Linked DNA regions of Pan troglodytes: region 1 is linked to region 2. Evidence: chromatin contacts called from public Hi-C data. All regions are on one chromosome and are shown on one strand. Each heading gives the region's core, a stretch centred on a gene start, on an enhancer-like site or on the middle of the called end of the contact. The rest is flanking DNA. Distances are from core to core; before and after follow the strand shown.

Region 1 (3,046 bases), core at 440-2,939, 230 kb before region 2:
CCATTGTGCACCGAGGGATTAGGGCTCTGGCCTGGAAGGAATTTTAAACTGCCGCGAGCCGGAGCCCCAGGACTCTCCTCCTGCCCCACCCCTGCCCTCCGGAGCACGCTGAGGTGTTTACCTGCTTTCCTATGTCCGGGGTGGAGGGGGTGTCCTCTCTCCTCCCTCAAACTGGAGGCACCTAGGGTTACCAGATCTGGCAAATAAAAACACAAGACTTCCAGTTAAACTGGATACTTTAAATAGTGTAAGTCTGTCCCAAATATTGTATGGGACAGACTTATGCTAAAATATTATTCGTTGTTTATCTGATATTCAATTTAATTGGACGTCTTGTATTTTTTTTCCTGGCAGCCCTTGAGGCATTGAAATGTCTAATCCATGTCTGGAAACAGATTGATGGTTCCCGAAAGTCCAGTGGGTATCCCTCATTTGAGAGATCCCTAAGGGCAGGGTCGTGTCTCTCCCCTTACACTGGGAGTTTCCTGAAGCCCAGATACTGAGTTTCACCCTAAAGAAGGCAGCTCTGAGAGCACTATATGTGTCCCCCGTCAGACTGGGAGCTTCCTGAGGACAGGGCTAAATTTCACCCATGAGAGTAACGCTTCAAGGTCAGTGTCTGTGACCTGTGACACTGGGGTTTCCTGAGGCATGGTCTGTCCGCTTCCTAGAGGGCAAGTCTGTCTCCTCCCTCACGTCTCACTCTCCCACCCCCACCCCACCCCAGGCTGCTGGAGGCTCCTCCTCCATTAGTGTTGCTTCCTGCCCATAGAGGGTGCTAGGGGCCCAGCGGACTGGCCTACGGATGGATGGGACCTGTTTATTGGGACTCGGGGCTTCAGTCCTTCGGGGTTGATGCACTTGAGAATAATGAGGGTGGGGTCCCCAACCTGTGAGGCTTGCTGAGGCAGTTGAGGGCCAGGTCTACTGGGGCCAGAGGCGGTGGCCAGCATGTGGGAGAAGCTCTGGGTGCTGGGTACCCACTGTTTCTTCCAGGAAGGGACAGTGTGGCCCTTGGTACAGAACATCCTGCCCACCTCCTCTCATAACCATTGAAGCCAAGCCCCAGTCCTCCACCAGCCTCTCCAGACCCCACTGCCTAACCTTTGCTTGTGCTGTTCTTTCTGCCAGAAATACTCTGTCTTCCTGCTTTGAGGACAGCTGAAGTCTCGCCACTTCTTCTGGATGCTCTGACCATCGGTAAGGTGGGCTGCTTGTGCCTGGGGGTCTTCTGGTGAAAAGAGCCCTCCATCTACTCCCTCCTTCCTCAACAACTTTGGCCACAGGGGCCAAAGAGGGGGCCAAGGTGGGGGAGGGGAGAGACAGGAACATTGGGGGAGCATAGGCAGAAGGGGAGTAAGAATAGGAACCTCCTTCCCCCCAACCCATCCCCCTGAAGCCCCTTCACAAGTCCCTTCATCCCCTCAGGGCCTCTGAACTCTTTCTCCTTGAAGCTGAGGGAAGCCCTGGAGAAGCGCTTTCCCACGGTCACAGCCTCAACAAACCCCTGCCCCCTTCTCCTTTGACTGCAGCCACCTCAGTCTCACCCTCCGCAGAATGCAGGCCCACTCCGTTGCTGAAGGGCCTCCTCCTTGGGCCAGGGCGCCTGCTTCTGCCAGTGGCATCATCACCCCACTCCTCAGCCGCCAGTCATCAGGTTGGCAATTAGCTACTTCCTCTCAGCTGCATGAGGCCACCAAACGTCACAGCCCCTCCCCTGGCCTGCCGCGGCGGGAGTGCTGGGGGCTGCCCCTACCCTTTGTAGTCAGTGCCAAGTCCTGGCTCAGTCCCCCTTCCCTACAACCTACTGAGTGCTAGGGTAATGAGCCTCCCATCTAGGGAGCTGAAAGCCTCGCTGCCTTCTCCCCGCTTCAAACCTCCTCCCCCATGTCACCCTATCCCATTGGGTGAGGACACTCCCGCTGCCTGGGTGGGGTGATGCCTGCTCAAGGGCACTAGCAGCCTGGGTGGGGCTTAAGACTCAGGTGTCTCTGTCCCCAGTCAGAGGCGGTTTTCACCAGCCCCTTACCTGGGGCCCAGGAGTCTGAACTGAAGATGGTGGCAGTTATTTGGGAAGGGGAGAGAAATGGGGACTCATTCTACAGACCCCCAGACATGCAGGGGGCAGGCCCTTCATGAACACCCACATGGGCTCATTTGCCTGTGTCTAGGCACACACACGGTTACAATCTAGGCAATGTATGCTCCACTGCACTGTACCCACATGTGCCCCAGGTGGGCAAGTAAGCCCACTTGCCCAGATACCCCTCATGCCCACACATCCCTCCTCCAGGTGTGTGCGTGCAAACTCACTGACATACAGTACTCAAAAAGGCAGTGAGCTTGCTGCCACACCAAAAACAAAACCGGGACCCTACAGAGGAATCTAGAAGCATGGGAGGGAAGGAGAGACCACCCCAACACTCGCTACCCCACAGACCAGGGAATCTTCCTGGGGAAGGATGGGAGGAAGTCTGCACTTCAGGGATATGTGTGGGCTACGCAGGTGGGCCGTGGTGGAAGCAGTTGTGTTGGAGTCTGGGTTGGGGGTGGAGGATGTGGATTTCCGGAGAGAATTGAAAAATTCCAACACATATAAACAAAGGCATGTGATCTTAGGCAGATCACTTAACTTCTTGGGGGCCCCAGTGACTGCATCTGTAAAATGGGAATAATGAGAACACCATTTAAACTTGGTTGTCAAATTTATTTTATTTTTATTTATTTATTTATTTTTAGAGACACGGTCTGACTTTGTTACCCGGGCTGGAGTGCAGTGGTGCAATCATGGCTCACTGCAGCCTTAACCTCCTGGGCTAAGTGATCCTCTCGCCAAGGCTAGGATAAGTAGCTAGGACTACAGATGCGCCCCATCACGCCCAGCTAATTTTACAACTTCTGTAGAGATGGAGTGTTGCTGTGTTGCCCAGGCTGGTCTTGAATTCCTGGGCTCAAGCGATCCTCCTGTGTCCGGAATTGGTGGGTTCTTGGTCTCACTGACTTCAAGAATGAAGCCGCGGACCCTCGCGGTGAGTGTTACAGTTCT
Region 2 (2,832 bases), core at 243-2,742:
CTCAGACTTCCAGTTCGTCCGGGACCAGCGGCCGGGAGCAAACTTCAGCCGGCAGCGGCAACGCAAGCCCAGCCCCCTCGGCCTCCTCCTCCGGCTCCCGCCCTCGGCTGGTCGGCCCAGATCGTACGTGCGGTGACTCCGGTGGGTGGGCAGGGCCCGCGTGGGCGGTGAGCCTCTCTCCGGGTACCCTCCCACCTAGCGCGCGCCCCCTCCCCCTGCACCTAAGACGACAGAGGGGGACGCCGCACGCCTGGTGCCCATGGACCCGCGTGGGGCACGGAGCCCCCACGCGCGCGCTCGCACGCACGTCCCCAGCCGGGAGAGGCGCTCGCAGCGGCCCGCGGCGCCAGCCGGGCACGACCGCTTACCTTGGCATGGTGGAGGTAGAGCAGCAAGGCAAGGCTCCAATGCACCCAAGACAGCAGAAAGTTCATGGTTTCGGAGGCCCGACCGGGGCCGGCGCGGCTCGCGCTCCCTCTCCGGCTTGGGCTGTGGGGCGGCCCGCTCTCCTCGGCGCCTCGGCGAGCTACTCTTCCTCCCCGGCCCGAGGCCCGGGCCAGGGCCTGGGGAGCGCGCGCGGCTGGAGCACTGTCTGCGCACACCGCCGCCTCACCCGTCCATGAGCCCGGCTTCCGAGCGCCGAGTCGCCACTGCGGCCCCCTCTCCTCTTCCTTCTCTTCTTCCTCCTCCCCCTCCTCCGGCTGCGGCTCCTCCCGGCCCGAGCTAGCACTTCTCGCGGCTCCGCTCGGCTCGGCTTCCCCCGCGCGGACCACGGCTCCTCCGAAGCGAGAACAGCCCAGAAGTTGGACGAAAAGTTTCAGTGCGACGCCGCGAGCCCCGACCCCCTCCACCCCGCCTCCGGGCGCGGGCTCCGGCCCCTGCCCGCGGCTCGCCGCCGCGTCCACTGTCCGCCGCCGGCCGGGGAGGAGGTGGGCGCTGGGGCTGGGGGCGGTGTCTGTCTGTCTGTCCGTCAGCGCGACTGGTCAGCTGCGGGATCCCAAGGGGGAGGGCTCACGCCGCGCTCCGGCGGTCACCCCCAAAAGCAGGTCACTCACTTTGCCCCTGTCCCTCTCGCTGCTCGCACGCCCGCGCGCTCTCTCTGGCCCCGTCTCTCTCTTCCTCGACTTCTCTCTGGAGCTCTTGCTACCTCTTTCCTCTTTCTGCTGGTTTCCAAAATCCACAGTGATTTGGGGAAGTAGAGCAATCTCCCCAAGCCGTCGGCCCGATTCAAGTGGGGAATGGCAAGCAAAAATAAATTAAAACGAGAAACAATACAGTTTTAAAAAAAAATGTTTAAGAAAAAAGAAGAGGGATAAAACCCGGATCAATGAATATCAAATTCCAGCACCGAGCGCCCTGGCCGGTGAGTCCGCTGACCAGTCCACCTAACCGCTGCGCCTCCCGACAGAGCGCTGGTGCTAGCCCCCAGCGCCACGACCTCCGAGCTACCCGGCTGCCCCAAGCCTCCGCGATCCTCCCCGCTACCAGCCGACTTTTAAAAAAAAGGGGGGGGCGCATGGCTCCGCCCCGCCGGGACCCCGCCCCCGGCCCGCCCCGGGGGGCGGGGACAGGCGAGCCTCAGCCCCTCCACACGCGGCTCGGGCCCGGGCTCTGCGGACGCCCAGTGAAGCCTGGCCCGCAGCCCGCCGCAATGAAGGGGAAGCTCGACCCCCACCAAGGTTCACAGCCTGAAAATTACCCATCCGCCCCCGGAAACTCTGTCCAGAGACACGCGCCCGCGGGGCATTGGCGAGGAGGGAGCAGGAAAGTGAGGTTACGTGCGGACAGGGCCTGAGAGCCGTTCCCTCTTTGCTAGGAATATTGAAGGGGGCAGGGGAAGGCGGAGAGCCGGACAGGGACGGGTGGGGAGAGGGACACACAGATCTATTGGAATCCCGGAGTGACCCCTGGCCTTCTCCCCGCTCCAACGCCCTCAACCCCACACGCACACACTCACTCACCCACACAGACACACACGTCCTCACTCTCGAAGACGCTGCTCGCTCCATTCACCCAGCTTCCCTGTGGTGGCCGAGCGCCCCCTAGTGACTGCCGTCTGCACACCCCGGCTCTGGCTAAAGAGGGAATGGGCTTTGGAAAGGGGGTGGGGGGAGTTTGCTCCTGGACCCCCTATTTCTGACCTCCCAAACAGCTACATATTTGGGACTGGAGTTGCTTCATGTACAGAGAGCCCAGGGCTGGGCACAGGGGCCACAGTGTGTCCCTCTGACAATGTGCCATCTGGAGCCCTCATCTGGCCTGCAGACATCAAAGTGAGCGGCAGCCAACAGGCTGGAGTGACTGGGGTCCTTTGGGAAGTGTCCAGGGATGCTTCCCAGGGGAGAAGAATTTGGCACCAAGTTTGTGGAGCTGAGAACGGGAAGCTGTGTGGTTCCGGGGTTAGTCAGTGACTGGGAGGGAAGAGGACCTGTTGGAGCCCACGTATGCACTGTGGAGTCTGGCAAAACCCAAAGGGGGAGGCAGCTGGGCAGACAGAGGCCCTTGTTCCTGCTGCCCCCCCAACCCCAGATGTTGCCAGGGAACTGAGGCCAGGGGGCTGGTGGGGGCGGGTGGAGGCCAGGGCCTGCGTGATGATTCAAACCTACCCGCCAGCACTAAGGAACGTCTGTAGGCCAGCTGCCCAGAGCTCCCACCAGGCCAGGGGCCAAGGCTTCTATCAGCCCAAGCCCAGACTCATAGCTCATCTTCTGAACAGAAATGGGGGTTTCTTCTCAGCTCCCCCATTCCCTCAGGATCCCTTGGCTACTTCTCCAGGCTCACAGCTTCTCCCCTATCCTTCCCCCAGTCCCCTCCCTTACCTCCAAGCCCCCT

The links. Hi-C and Micro-C count contacts between places; a contact is called where the count stands out from the background.
Region 1: a contact with region 2 is called in a Hi-C map of stem cell-derived neural progenitor cells, with 9 times the contacts expected there. The contact joins the promoter of LINC03040 here to the promoter of VEGFA in region 2. A contact is called at or near these places in 1 of 7 Hi-C or Micro-C datasets (stem cell-derived neural progenitor cells) and 1 of 1 datasets of contacts at active chromatin or transcription factors (stem cell-derived excitatory neurons).

What each region holds. Positions count from the first base shown.
Region 1 is chr5:49,895,694-49,898,739 of NHGRI_mPanTro3-v2.0_pri, reverse strand. It overlaps LINC03040 (long intergenic non-protein coding RNA 3040), which reads right to left and starts at 1,689. Exons shown (of 4, transcript XM_003950854.6): 1 at 1,548-1,689; 2 at 1,105-1,231; 3 at 122-196. The coding sequence starts at 1,628. LOC104006851 (a long non-coding RNA gene) reads left to right here and starts at 1,128. Exons shown (of 4, transcript XR_010158021.1): 1 at 1,128-1,205; 2 at 1,533-1,657; 3 at 2,740-3,029.
Region 2 is chr5:49,660,763-49,663,594 of NHGRI_mPanTro3-v2.0_pri, reverse strand. It overlaps VEGFA (vascular endothelial growth factor A), which reads right to left and starts at 1,492. Exons shown (of 5, transcript XM_063813048.1): 1 at 369-1,492. The coding sequence starts at 434.